3 separate regions of the Sus scrofa genome follow, and all the other regions are linked to region 2. A link is a contact called in public Hi-C and HiChIP or PLAC-seq data. All regions are on one chromosome and are shown on one strand. The core of a region is the stretch at or near the end of the contact, and the rest is flanking DNA. Distances in the headings are between cores, read along the strand shown. Region 1 holds the start of NEPRO (nucleolus and neural progenitor protein). Region 2 overlaps CFAP44 (cilia- and flagella-associated protein 44). Region 3 overlaps CD200R1L (CD200 receptor 1-like).

Evidence for each region. A called contact is a pair of places that touch in the nucleus more often than the background predicts. HiChIP or PLAC-seq counts read pairs in DNA pulled down with a chosen protein or histone mark.
Region 1: a contact with region 2 is called in a Hi-C map of embryonic fibroblasts, with 2.4 times the contacts expected there. The contact joins the promoter of NEPRO here to the enhancer-like site in region 2. A contact is called at or near these places in 5 of 5 promoter capture datasets (fetal liver, fetal skeletal muscle, liver and 1 more), 24 of 47 Hi-C or Micro-C datasets (adipose tissue, alveolar macrophages, brain and 16 more) and 2 of 2 datasets of contacts at active chromatin or transcription factors (alveolar macrophages and skeletal muscle).
Region 3: an H3K27ac HiChIP or PLAC-seq map of alveolar macrophages shows a contact between it and region 2. The contact joins two enhancer-like sites. A contact is called at or near these places in 1 of 47 Hi-C or Micro-C datasets (embryonic fibroblasts) and 1 of 2 datasets of contacts at active chromatin or transcription factors (alveolar macrophages).

What each region holds. Positions count from the first base shown.
Region 1 is chr13:146,898,950-146,903,917 of Sscrofa11.1, reverse strand. It overlaps NEPRO (nucleolus and neural progenitor protein), which reads right to left and starts at 1,908. Exons shown (of 9, transcript XM_003132674.4): 1 at 1,700-1,908. The coding sequence starts at 1,802. The region is part of intron 5 of GTPBP8 (GTP-binding protein 8); the gene reads left to right.
Region 2 is chr13:146,624,560-146,628,960 of Sscrofa11.1, reverse strand. It overlaps CFAP44 (cilia- and flagella-associated protein 44), which reads right to left. Exons shown (of 35, transcript XM_021070360.1): 35 at 426-4,401. It overlaps BOC (brother of CDO), which reads left to right. Exons shown (of 21, transcript XR_002337900.1): 20 at 113-1,179; 21 at 1,284-3,743. Among named protein-coding and RNA genes, the nearest start is that of BOC, 76 kb to the left of the region's middle. Within about 2 kb of position 1,865, at least 10 of the 83 cell types and tissues checked have an H3K27ac peak or open chromatin away from gene starts, as enhancers often do. A contact at or near this core is called in alveolar macrophages and embryonic fibroblasts, where this site is marked.
Region 3 is chr13:147,060,631-147,065,643 of Sscrofa11.1, reverse strand. All of the region lies in intron 5 of CD200R1L (CD200 receptor 1-like), which reads right to left. Among named protein-coding and RNA genes, the nearest start is that of CD200R1L, 39 kb to the right of the region's middle. Within about 2 kb of position 2,158, at least 24 of the 83 cell types and tissues checked have an H3K27ac peak or open chromatin away from gene starts, as enhancers often do. A contact at or near this core is called in alveolar macrophages, where this site is marked.

The DNA of each region.
Region 1 (4,968 bases), core at 659-3,158, 270 kb before region 2:
ACAAATTAATGTCATCATTACTGTCATCATTAATTTGTTCCTGTAGGAACAAAATGATTTCAAGTATGTGAGAAGTCACATAGGAAGGAAGGAAAATGGTGCCAGATGATATCAAGTCCAAGAAGTCACTGAGAGAACATGTGTTAAACTAGTATACTTAACACCTTAAGTACCCTGAGGTGGGAAACATGTTGTGTACTTCTCTAAACGGATAAATTAATTCTCTTAAAAATCAAAGGCACTGTATTTGGGTACTGCTTTACAAATATATTCAGAAAAGAGAAACCACTGTTAACAACTGGAAATTATGTAATTTATGTGACTGAACACATGGTACTTAGTAGAATGAGATGATAGCTTTTTGGTCCGAAAAGCTTTGAAGTAGAAGATGGAGTTAATGTGTTGTCTGTGGCTCTCAGGGTAGTACTAGCCTCCTAAGTGGAAGTAACACAGAGGCAGATTTCTATAGAACATAGAGAAGTTTCTTAACCGTCCCAGCTATTTGAGGCCAGAAAGGGGTGCCTTTGGGATAAAGAGAGAGCTGGTGAATTTCCAGGCCTAATAGGAATCATGTTAAGGAATTTTTGAATAGAGGATGGGGGAAGGTTTCTTGTAAACTGAGCAGGATGGATGGATAGGGCTGGGGATGTGATGATTAGGTAAGTTACAGGTATTAAATATTATTAATAACAGCTATCATTTGAGTATTTATTCACTGTATCAGGCACTGTTCCAAATACTTTACTCTTCCATCAAAACAGTTCTATAGGAATTCCCATTGTGGCGCAGCTGAAAGGAATCCGACTAGTATACATGAGGATGCGGTTCAATTCCTGGCCTGGCTTAGTGGCTCAGGGATCCGGCATTGGCATGCGCTGTGGTGTAGGTCTCAGATGTGGATCGGATCCCCCATTGCTGTGGCTGTGGTGTAGGCTGGTAGCTGTAACTCTGATTCCACCCCTGGCCTGGGAACTTACATATGCTGGGTGTGGCCTTAAAAAGCAAAAAACAAACAAAACCCCCAAAAAACCAAACAGCTCTGTAAGGCAAATACTGTTTTACCCTCATTTGGAAATGAGCTGAGACCCAGAAATGTGAAATAAGGACACTCCCATCCCTCACCCTAGCTCCAGCAGAGGAAGAGCCAGGTTTTAAACCCAGACCAAGCTCCTGCTGCTTGATAACGGCAATGCCACCATACACTGATATTTCACTTCAGAGCATACTCACCTAAATGACATCATTATATCCTCCCAACAACCCAGTGATGGGCAGGGAAGACTAACCCTATTTTACAGAAAAGAAAGGGGGATCTAGGAAGAGTGCGATTTAAGTGCAGAGTGCTTGAGTGACCCGCCGCTCCTCGGTGGAAGAGGTCGGGAAAGACTGTGGAGTAACCACGGCTCTTGGTGGCCTGCGTCAACAGAGGGTTCCCAGGCAGCACTTTTCCCTGATGCTAGCTGCGTTCGCCCCTCTCTGCCTTTTCGGCGCCCCATGGAAGCCCTGCGGTCGGCACGGTGGGTCCAGAGAACAGCAAAGCCAGAGGTCCCCACAAACGCCCGACCCCAGATGCCGCACACCGCCGTCATACCCAGCGTCCCGCGGAGTCCGGAAGTCCCGCCCCTCGCGCACGTGCGCCGGCAGCGGCCAGACGCCTCCTGCGGAAAAGCCTGCGCCCCTTATGGGGCGCCTCACTCACCCAGCGGTGTGTCAGGGTTCTGCACGATTACTGTACTGCGGCTGCCGGCTTTGGGGATCCTCACGCGGTTCCACAGTTCCGGGCTCGGCGGCAGCGCAGCCATCTTGAGAGACAGAGGAGGACCTGGAAAAGGCGGAGCTGGGCGAGACAAAATGAAACGACGAAGCAGGAGACGTCCGGGGCAGGCGGGGGAGGGGAGGTTGAGGAAGAGGGAGAGGGGGCGGGGCCTGGGGGCGGGGCGGGGCCTGGGGGCGGGGCGGGGGAGGGTCCTTTACGGAATCAAATGCGGTGTACCTGAACGACCCAGAAGTCATTCAGGCGCTGGTCAGGTACCAGAATATTTGGGAGATTTGCAGATGAGGGGGTGAGGCGGAGCCCCATCCATGTACTACTCAATCAAAATCTCTGAATAAGGCGAGGAATCTGCATTGTGTGTATGCTTCTCCAAGGGATTCTGAGGCGCAATCAATTTTGGAACTATTTCAAAGCATTTCACAAATGTGCAGAGTGAAGCTCACAGTTTAGTTGGTGCATACACCTCTATCTCCACCCCAGACATTAGGGGGAAAGGAAGAAGGGAAATAAGGAGGCAGAGTTTACATTTGTAACATAAGTGATTTACTTTGAGTTAGTCAAGGACAGCTCTACCTTGAGCGGCAACAAAACCACGATCACATCACAGAAATTGGAGGCCTCTGACTCTATCAACCCCATCTTCTGTCAGCGTCCAGAACAAGTTGATATCCCAAGCAGTGCTGACCCCCACCTCTCTAGTATCTAATAGTTCATTTATTTTCAGCCACCCTGATGCTACTTTACTAAAGGCCCCCACTGCAGTGCTAAATTACTAGCTCCTCCAAACCTTAGTATCCGTATAGATAAAATGATGATGATAATACAGAATGATAAAGTACTCAGAGCTGAAAAGTGTTTTGGAATGGTGCCTGGCATACAAACAGTACTCTTAGCAGAATTAATATTGTTAATATTTTTTTACTGTTTAATGCAAATAGACTTGTCATAACACTTTCCATGCTCTCTGTTTATACCTTTATACATATTAATTTCTCTACCTGGACCATTTCCCTTAAACACAATCTCCCCCAGCTCTGAGTAATTCTTCCTGAACATCCCTTTCCCACTCTACAACTTGATGTAGAGACCCCTTTATGTACTACCTTAATGCCCTGTGTTGGCTTCTGTATTAGCTTCCTGTTGCTGCCATATAGTCACTTACAGTTATATTACATTTCTGGAACTTAGAAGTCCAAAACTGATCTCACTGGTTCAAGGTTGGAAGCGCTAGTGGAAAATTCATTTTCTTGCTTTTTGCAGCTTTTAGAGGCCACATGTTCATGTTCCTTGGTTCATGTCTCCATCCTCCATTTTCAACGTCAGTAGCAGAGCATTTTCCAGTCTCTTTGCACCTTCTTTTTCTCTCTCATCCTCCTGCCTGCCTCCATCTTAAAAGGACCCTGGTGATTATTTTGAGCCCACCAAAATAACCCAGGATGATTTCCTCATTTCAGAATCTTTAACTTAATCACATCTACAAAATTTGTTTTGTAATGTAAAGTAGCATATTCATAGATTTGGAGGATTAGGATTTGGACATCTTAGAAGGGGGCATTATTCAGCCTACCACAAACTCTCACAGAATTTACCTCACTGTACTATATTAATTTGTATATTTGTATGCCTCTTTCTTCAGTGGTATGTGGGCTTAATGTAAATATTGTAAATAATGTAGGTTATTGATCTCTATATAACAATGCTCAGCTCAGAGCCTGACATGTAGTAGGACCTCAATTAATTTTTGACAGCTTTATTGAGGTAAAATTGGTATGCCAAGAACTGCACATACTTAGTGTGTACAATTTCACTAGTTTGTCAGTATTTAATGGCTTAAGTAAGAGACTAGGTATTCTTGAATAATGCTTTTGATGAACAAGTAGGAATTTCCCAAGCAGATAAGAGAAGAAGACATTCCTGACAGAAAGATGGTAAACAACGTGGGTTGAAGAATCAGTCATCCTGGATGCATCAGTATTGCTGGAGCATGATGTGTTTTGAGGGATAAAGCTGGGAGTAATGGTGTCAGGGACAGAATGTGGATTTACCTTGAAGGCTGGTGGCTCTCAATCCTGGCTGATCATAATAACCTGGCTAGTCTTTTAAAAGAGAAAAACTTCAGGCTTCACTTTAGAAATTCTTATTCATTAGGTCTGAGTAGAGTTCTAATCTGTGTTTTTAAATGCTCCTTGTGATAGTGGCCTATATTAGGAATCCCTTATTGCAGGTGACAGAGAAGTCATTGAGTCTTAGGCTGGGCATTTGTGGTCACCTTGCATCAGAGGACAAGCACTCTGGAGAACAGATTTGAAGGAGATAAGCCTGGAGAAAGGGAGGTAAGGGGATCTATTAAAAGCTGAGGCAAGAGGGAATGAAGGCCTGAATTCAAACCCTGGCACTGAAGATGGACACTGACTTATTTAGATGTCTAGTATTTAGGTATATAAATGTCTAGTATGACTTTCAGACTTTTGCCTTGAGTTTGAGATGTCACATCCAAAAGAAGAACAAATTTAAGTAGTTGGCAGGAATAGAGAGAGAACTTTGACATTCTGAGTTTGAGATTGCCTGTGGGCCATGTTGATACATAAAACTGACCATGATAGAAAATGATTTGATCACCAGAATAGGCCAAGGGAAATGGGGCCAAAAGAGTGAGTGAAGCTGGACCTACTAAAGAGATGAAGGGAAGAGAATTGATGAAAGAAGATGCATTATTCATTCAGCAAAGTTTTGGAGCATCAGCTGTTTGCCAGACACTATACTAGGTCCTAAAGGAAACAAGCAGTGGTGGAATGAAGTGCTTAGGTAGAGGGTTTGTCTTAAAGATCAGAAAGCTTTTATTTTCTGAGCCAGGGAGAAAACTAAAGATAGCTTTATACATGAGTATGTTTGAGGTGGGGGAACAGAAAGATGAAGGAGCTTCAGTGGAGTAGGATTTGCAACCATTACCCAGAGCAGAGGGCAGGGAGATGGGTTCCAGGTGAATGGTGGAAAATTAAAACCAGAGCCTGCTTGAACTGGGGGATATGGAAGAGGCATGGGCTCTGTATTTTACAAAGAAAGTAAGGTTTTAGGGTCATGCTTTAAAAAGTTTGAATTTGTGAAGAAAGACTGCCACAGACACACATCGCTGTGAAGTAGATGAAACCCTGTCCATCTCATTAGTAATCCAAGAAATACAGACTAAAATAATT
Region 2 (4,401 bases), core at 616-3,115:
CTCCTTCCAGGATAACTGGCTCTGGTCCTGGGTAGAGACTGACCCAGCACTAGGGAGTGCTGGTTCCCAATCAGTCTGGATTCTGACGTTGCCCACTCTGCTCTCCCCCCAGGGCCCCCGTGCTGCCTGGGCCTTGCACCGGTCGAAGAGGTGGACAGTCCTGACTCCTGCCAAGCGGGTAGAGGAGCCTGGTGTCCCCAGCACCCCCCGGGGGCCTACAGAGGCCAGGAACTAGGGACACAGCTCTGCCCCAGCCCACCAGTGCACGTGTCTTTTGAAACACCACCTCCTACAATTTAGGCAGAAGCTGATATCCCAGAAAGACTATATATTGTTGTTTAAAAAAAAAATGGAAATTGGTATTTATTTTTCTATAATAGCCATATTTATATATTTATGCACTTGTAAATAAATGTATATGTGTGTTTTTATAATGCCGAAGAGACATAGGGAAGCCTACCCACCAAGGGTCTGAGAGGGGAAACAAAGAAGCCGCGACATAACAGGAATCAACCAGGACCGAGCAACAGGACTGAGGAGGCAGCCCTTCCCTGAGAACGCCTGCCCCTGCCTGGGAGGCTGCAGAAGGAAGGAAGGCTCCTAGGCACGCTGTCCAGAGGGACCCTAAGGGGAAAAGCCAGGGCCACGGACTCAGAGATTGGAGATGCCCGTGTGACAGTGGCTGGATCTGGTGCTACAGGAAACGTTTTCAGAAGATGCCCATGAGAATAGACTAAGATGTGTATAGGACCATAAGCATTAACAAAGCTTCCAGAATCAATAATCTGTGGCAACATATCTCTGTAAAAATAAACACTGTAACGTCTAAATAAATGTTTAGTCTTCCCTGTAACCTTCAGCTTAGTCATGTATGAGTCAGCATTCTCCTTCCACGTTAGGGTTCAGTCTGAGTATTTGAAGAAACACCCACTTGGGCTCTGTGGGACGTTTGCAGAGCCCTGGAGGGGAGAGCTGGAAAAAGGTAGCAGATGTTTCTAATTTTTGTCTTTTAAATATTGAATGTCAGTTGTGTTTTTATTAAGGCAGATGTGTTGATGGCTGTTTAGTCCAAGAGGGAGTCAGTGTACAGCAGGCGAGAAGTACCTCACCATTCTCTAACTGGACTTGAGGTCACGCTTTGTTCAGACCCAGGGAATGAAACGTACCTTTTCTATACAGGTATGTGTTGAAGACTAAATATTTTCTCTAAAATACTAGTTTAAGTGCCATATTACACATGAACATATGGTGCCTGATAAAATTCACTTCCCTTCTTTCCAAAGACACACCAACATGGCCAGAGGAGTTGACTCACTGGTTGGATAAAATCAACGTTGACTCACTGCCATCCACCCACAGGATCAAGCATTGCACTTGAACGTGGAACTAGAAGGAGGCTGAAGCTTGCACTGAAACTCCTAACACACTTTTTTTTTTTTTTTTTTTTTTTTTGGTCTTTTTAGGGCCACACCTGTGGCATATGGTGGCTCCCAGGGATCGAATCAGAGCTGTAGCCACCAGCCTATGCCAGAGCCACAGCAACACAGGATCCAAGCTGTGTCTGCGACCTACACCACAGCTCACAGCAACGCTGGATCCTTAACCCACTGATCGAGGCCTGGGGTTGAACCTGCTTCCTCATGGATACCAGTCAGGTTTGTTAACTTCTGAGCCACTACAGGAATGCCCCTAACACACTTTTAACTGTTTTCAGTAGGGAAATGTATTTTCTAGATTTTGGTAAAGTTGAGTTGCAGATGAAATACCACTTGAGGGACTTAAGAGTCATCAAGGGCAGACTGACCCTAGCTAGCTACTTACTAGATTTACACTCCACTCATGAATTTGATAAACCAAGTCCTAGGAAAGCACCTAGAGTGACTCTGATGGCCAAGGACAAGTACACCCTCTGCTGGTCAGAAGACATTCCTGCGTCCTTTTCCCATCCAACAGCTAAATTGGAACATGGTTTTCAGAAAAGCAGTATTTTAAAAATATTTTAAGAAATGAAATGAAGGGTTGTAAGGAATATGGAAATGATAGGAAAAGAGAAGTAGAGCAGGGAAGAGAAGAATAAGAGATTGCGACTTCAGACACAATCCAGCATCGAGGGCCTAAAGGTCACTTCCAGGAGGGGAACAGGACTCTCAGATCTGGAATGTAACACAACTTCTAGCCCATGACTTTTTAAAAATGTCCTGCTTTTTTGATCCTTGATGATCCCAGTGGTTCAGAAAACTTTGGTGAACTTTATGGGAGTGATAATGGTTCCAGTGCTGTGCAGAAATCGGTTTTACATAACAACACTGAATGCTTTTAGTGCTCAAAAAAAGTTCTGGGAAAGACACAGCACGTCTAAGGCATGTTAAGTGAGACACTTGTGCATATTTACCTTAGCCAATTGCAGGAAACGGGGAACAGCTTAGGGCATCAGGCCTTTAAATTTTAGCCTAGAAAATGAAACAGCATTTTGTATTCTTTAGACTCAGGTTAATTATTATAATGCCCTTCAAAAGCCTGACTCCGTCAGCAACAGCTGTATAAATTAATCAGAAGGAAGAGTAAAGCCGACTCAGCAGAACTGAGTAACTCCTTTTCCTTTGACATTCTGACGGAGGCTTTGGACTCGACAGTTTTTCTTTCAGTGTTGAGATTTGATGGCAGTATGGATGTGGGTTCAAAATAGCCAAGGGAGATTAACACCTAATCCACAAGGAACTCAATTTAGACTGCTCTGGGGCTTTCTCATAGGTGACGCTGCCTTTTTAAGGGCACAGCAGGAGGCAGAGAACAGCTTGATTGGAGACCAGGACTTTCTACCTACCCTCAGCTGAGGCTGCACCCCCTGGTACTCCTCCTGTTTGAAGCTAAACCTCCCAAAGATGCAGATGCTATATTTAATTGTAGGTTCAAGACTAAGGCTGGAATCAAGTAGAAATGAAACTAAAGCTGTCTATATATCTTGTCTAATACAAAATAAAAATGAACTATATTGTCAGATCCCAAACATGCTGCATAAAGATCTTAATATTGTAAACTTGAGTGGTTTCATCTAGTTCAATTTGGGAAAAAAGCAATACTTCTGATTGGTTTGTTGTTGTTGTCCTTCTAGGGCCACACCCTCTGCATATGGAGGTTCACAGGCTCTGGGTCTAATCAGAACTGTAGCCATCAACCTACACCACAGCCACAGTGAGGCCAGGATCCTTAACCCACTGACCAAGGCCAGGGATTGAACCTGCATCCTCATGGATGCTAGTCAGATTCGTTTCCACTGAGCCACAACAGGAACCCCACTCCTGACTGCTTTTACGGTTAAGTTGATACACACACCGAATCTATGGAAGACCTAGCTCTTCCATAGATTCTAAGTTCATTCTTGCTGCAATGAGAATCACAGGACTTCAGAATGGGTAGAGGCCTCAGAGCTTATCCAAATCCCTCATTTATCTGATAACAACATGAGGCCCAGGAAAATAACATAAATTCCCCTAGGTCTCACCAAAACCAAGAGAATAGTGTCTCCTTGAGGCCCTGCTCTATCTAGACGGTTGCCAGTCAGTCAAGTGAGTCTGGAAGTAGCCCCTCCAGCCCCAACCGAGCTTCAGATGGCCGCAGCCCCAGCCCACAGTTTCTGATCTGACCTTCAGAAAACGGGATATTTAGTACTTCTCGTTTTAAGCTATGTTTGGAGGTAATTTTTTATGCAGGAATAAATAAGTAAAACAGAGATATGACTTGCATGTTTAAAAAAAAAAAAATTCTTGAAGAGTACACATAGGTTGGGGCCTAGGGCAGAGAAGATGAGTGCTTTCCAGTAGAGAGGTTGCTACATCAGAGATCTCCAGTGAGAAGCTACTAGAAGCTCTTAAAGAGGAGTAGGAAAGGACCTTAGAAACACAATAGACCAAGCGGCCACCCTAACATACATCCCAACATACAAAGAATCCAAGTCCTGCCTATAATCTGGGGGGCAGATGAGCAGGCTGAGAAGACTTGACTTTGCTGAGGCACTTTCCACACTGGTGTGACACTGCCTTCTTTCTCTTTCAGTAACCAACTCATTTTCTGGGACAGCCTCAAGGGAGTAAGTAGCTCCTTAAAATGGACCCACAGAGCATGGAATTTAATGCTATGTTCTATTACTAAAAGGAATCCAACTTGCAGTGGATTTTAGGGCCTCACCCTTGGCATATGGAAGTTTCCCAGGTTAGGAGTCGCATTGCCTGTGACCACTTAATGAATCCCAGTGACCACTTACCCCAAACCTGAAAGGACACTCTCAAATTAGTTCAAAATGTTCTGTCCAATCAAAAATGATTGTTAGAGATGATCTCCCAGAGGGATGGAATCTATTTCATGACTCCCTGATTCATATCAAGACCAGCAAGTGACTCAAGT
Region 3 (5,013 bases), core at 909-3,408, 440 kb before region 2:
TAAGAACTGAGTATTCCTTCCTTTGATTGCTAAAGGTATATACCTTTTTTAATACATCAATACTGGATTTTAGTGATCTGCTTATTTGCCTATCTTCTTCACTGTGAAATCTTTTTTTTTTTTTTGGTCTTTTATATTTTTAGGGCCACACTTGTGGCAGGCATATGAAAGTTCCCAGGCTAGGGATCGAATTGGGGCTACAACTGCCAGCCTACACCAGAGCCACAGCAACGCGGGATCTGAGCCACATCTGTGACCTACACAACAGCTCACGGCAACGCAGGATCCTTAACCCACTGATCAAGGCCAGGAATTGAAGCCGCAACCTCATGGTTCCTAGTCGGATTCGTTTCCACTGTGCCACAACAGGAACTCCCAACCATGAAATCTTTAAGGATCATATTTTATTTAATATTCGATTCACATTTTACTTACTTATTTTTAGAGCTTAGTGTAATGGCTGACAAATATCAAGTAATTAATGAACATTTAATGAATGAAGGAATTAATTTACTCAGAATACATCAAAGTGAGTGCTATAGGTAGCCTTAGCAAAGCAATTTAAATAAACCCTTGGAGATCCTAGCCCTTTGGACCCTGCTTCCAGGACTTGACTGTGTTTTTCCCATGATTTCTCTATCCATCCATCCAATCCACAGAAATACCACCCCTTGGAATTTAGAGAGATATGCTGTCCTCTTCTGGCAAAGATTCCATTCCACCCCCACAATGTAATTTGGGGGTCCTCTGGCCCTTCAATACCATTTCAGGTATAAATTGTGTCTAGAGATATGTGGGAAGCTAGCAATAGACAGAACTACAGCTCTCAGTGTAGACATATGGCCAGCACTGAGAAGGAAATGCTCAGCTTTCTACCCAGGAAGTACAGGTGGACACAAATCTAAGAGAGAAAAATAGCAGAGGGAACTGCTTCCCATCTGAACACTGTGGACTCTGACTCTCACTGGGCCTGGTTACACACAGATCCTGGGCACATCTGCTATACCATCTTTATGACCTATTGTGGCTATTTAGGAATGCAGAGAGCTTGCAGTGCCCTAAAAAGAGAAAAGTCTAGAAATTTAAGAATTTCTGAGTCTTCCTATTTCTTTCTTTCTTCTAGTCCAGAAAATTCTAAGCTACAGGTCACTGGGAAGAAGGCAGGAGAATGCCAACTTCTAGATCTAGCCAGGACCTTCAGAGATTATGGAGTTCTCCTTATTATCAGAACATAATATAGTTAAGTGTTTGGAGTTCAAGGAGTAATTCTGCTGGTCGACTGTGAGCTTCTTTTCCTAAGCATCCTTGCAGTTCCCGATGGTCCCTAAGAGTTCCAGTCTTCTGGAAAAATCTTTTTCCTTTAATGGCCAAATAAAATAACTGAATCTCTGGCCAGTGTAATTTGGGGAACTGCAACACCCTCCCCAGCTTTTTGAAAATGCCTAGTGGTGTGCATGCCTTCCTCTGCTGACTTCTTGTCATCTCTCTCCCTAAACTGCTAATTCCAACTAATTTTTGGCCATCCTTGTTTTCTCATCACCAGGCCTGCCAACTATGCACTCTTTGTTCTGTTCCCCCCAAATGTGGGCAGAGTTTCCTCTTCCTTCATTTCTAAATCACCATTAATCATGCAATTGTGTCTAACAGTTTTTAACTAAATATTAACAGAGAGGCATCTTTAATTCTAATATTCTTTAGCTACCCCCTCATAGAGAATTTATGACACACCAATTCTTTTTGTAGTAAAGGCCTATTCTATTTCTTCTTTTATTTCTCAAGAGCTTTTGTAGCAAAGGCCTACTCTGTTTCTATTTATTCCTCAAGAGCTTCCAAAATTCCTCTTACTAGAACCCAGAAAGAAAACTTTTTAAGTTTTGCTGATCATTTTATTTCCCTTTATTTTGCTATTTCCAGTGCATTCTACAACCTGAGCCCTCTTCTCTGTCTAAACTGTTGGTATATTTGTCTAAACTGTTGGTATATTTCCCTAAACAGACAAATTTTCCTCTCATGCCTCTTTTCTTACATCCAGATTGTAGAAAAAACTATAATAAGATTTAAACAAGCAATTTTTAAAATCTCTCCATTGCACTTGTTTCTCAGTTTAGATGTGATGTACTTGGCATGTGAGGTCCTTGGCATGTGGTGACAATTGTTAACCATGATAACATTCAGTCTTTCCTTGAAGATAGTAAATGTCATGAATATTTCATGTGTTGTTTCACTTTTTCATCTTAGGATCCTTTCGAAGGCTTTGGTAAATTCTCTCTTGAACCCTAAGTCTCAGTCCAAACCAAACAAACTATAAAGCCCACTTCATGCGTGCTCTCATTAGCAAGCAAAGCAAGTCCACATTCCAGCTGGCTTCTTGGTAACACCCAGTGGTCAGTTTACTCTGAGTGTTAGTTTCCTCTTTTGTAAAATGAGGAAGTTGGCCTACTTTATCTGCAGCTTCCCTCTAGCTTTAAAATACCATGTGTGCCTCTTAAGGATGATGGGGGAGGAGATAAGGGTTGGACCCAGGAAGTAGAAAAGGCCAGCTAATTTTATTTGTAGCTCTGACCATCTGCTGCCATTAAGGCTAACAAGCAGCTATTTGTTTTTTAGGGAATGGAGTGATCTCAACTTCCCAGTTTAAGAAATAAGTGAGTACTAACTTTGATTAACCACTAAGAGATTCTCACATTTCCCCTTTCCCTGAGATGAGACTGTTAATACTTAACCTCTATCTTGTTTGATAAACAAAATGTTTCAGCTAAAATTAAGTGACAGTGGTAATGCAATTCAAGTTTGGAAGCAAAAAACAAAAAACTTTTCTCCTTAAGTTAATTTAAACCACTTTCCCTTTCTTCTGTAATTGTTTCAGAATTAACAACTAAGAAGACGTAAAGAATTAGTAAATGGAGGGACAGTTGTATGGAATGATAAAAGAAAAAAAAGAGCAAGATTACTGTCTGGGGTCAGATTTTAGCTTGCTTGGAAATAGTTAAAAAAATTAAGTTGAAGCACCCTCTAGTGGCTCTTAATTGTGTTTTGATAAAAGTTATTCCCAATTTCCCTCAGTTTAGGACCACAATTAATTTGTCTTATATGTATATATGCACACATATATGTGTTCAGAAAATTAAAAAAATGTTTTTTTGTCTTTATGCACTTGTAGGAAGTTGAGAGGGAGTAGCTTAGCTTTTCACTCTTCCCAGAAAATCATGGCAGTAAGAAGGGAACAGATAAGAAGCATGAATTCAGATAAATCTCTTCAGGGAATGATGGAGTCTTTTTCATGGAAAAAGATTTGATAGGTAATGTCCCATGTATTTCAGTTCCTCTGTTTCTTGGGCTCACATATTCTCTACAAGCCCACAACAGTATCTTTATCTTTCCAATTCTACAATGCAGACATGCCCTTTCATGCCTTGGGACTGGCTGACTATTAGATCATCTTTGCATATCCCCAAATGCCATTTCCTATCACAAGCATCCCTTGAGTTTATATAACCAGAAATTCTTCTGGAACTGTCTTAGAGATGGCTCTCACACCTATGATTACTATATTCTGAAGTTACATATATTTCATTATCTCTGAGGGAGGAATGAAAACAGACCATGGCCATACACATGAATTAAATATTATTTGCTTCATAATCACTAGAGGAAGAACAAAAACAGGCCATGAAAATGCACATGAATAAAGCATAACCCGTGTTGCAAGACTGAGAGCAAAGCTTGTAATTGGCAAACTCAATCAGCTTAAGCTCAACTGCATATGGAGCAAAAACCAAAAATAACAGTGCCATGAACAAAAAATGTTTATCCTAGCTCACGCCAAAGTTTAAGGTAGGTAGTCTAAGGTTGGTACGGGAACTCTGTGGTCATCAAGGTCCAGAACCCTTCCATCTTTCTTTTCTACCATCTTAGCAAGTGGATTCCATCTTCAGTGTTCCTGTGGCCAAATGTGGCTGCTGGACTTCCAGTCATCACATCCATGTTGAAATCCAGGAGGTAAGAAGGAAAAGCAAAAGAGGACCTCTTCATTTTTCTTTAAAGAGCTTTCCTAAAAATATCACACAAGATGTATGCTTACACTTCAAAAAAATTTGTGAAAAATTTTGTGGGTGGTCATGCTGAGTTGCAAAGGAAACTGAGAAATGCCTTTCAGCTAAGTTTGTTAGGGTTTCACCAACCGCTCATACTGTTACAATTAATCCATTACGTAATGCAGACAAGAAATGGAATTGAGGCACTGGAGCTCTAAAAGGTGAGGTGGCATTCAGCACTGTCACCAGTGACTCTAATAGTTCCTTAATTGGGATGGACTTATAATTTCTTCAAAAATGCAGGTACTGCTAAAAATGATTCCTGGCCTTTTATTCAGCAATCAGACCAAACATGGAATACAACTACCTAAGTAATTGCTCCAAGTGAGAAAGAGATGGGAGGTCAGCTATGGGCCGACTTGAAGGTAACACTTGTAGTAGCTCCTGCCATTACAACCCTGATTTGCACCTCAAGTGGGTAGAGGGGACAAGTAGGTAGGAAGAAAGCACTATCCAAAGAAACTAGCAGGTGTAGAAAAATGGCATAGCATTTTTATTTGCGTTTTGCTGAGCCATCTGCCTCTTCATGTGGGAAGCAGGGTTGTTTCTCATTTGTAAATAAGAACTCACTAGGGCCAAGGGAAAGGTAGACAAGTCATTCTAGGTATTTACCATGACAGGCAGCAAGCTTTTGCCTGTGTGTATATATGTCTGCTAAGAGGTTGACACAGGCTTGATACTTATTGCATAGATTCTAAATACAAAGGTATCAATAGAAACAGGAACAATTTAGATAGATGTCGAACTGGAAGGCTTATCACAATTGGATGCTTTTTTTGGTGACATTTAACCTAGTTTAAATTGACTTTCAGATTTTTTCATTTTCATTCTCTAGGAAAAAACATAAAATGTATAATTAAGCAGGAATGACCACAAGCCTTTAGAAGCATAGAGACTGGGAAGTAAACACTTAAGGAGG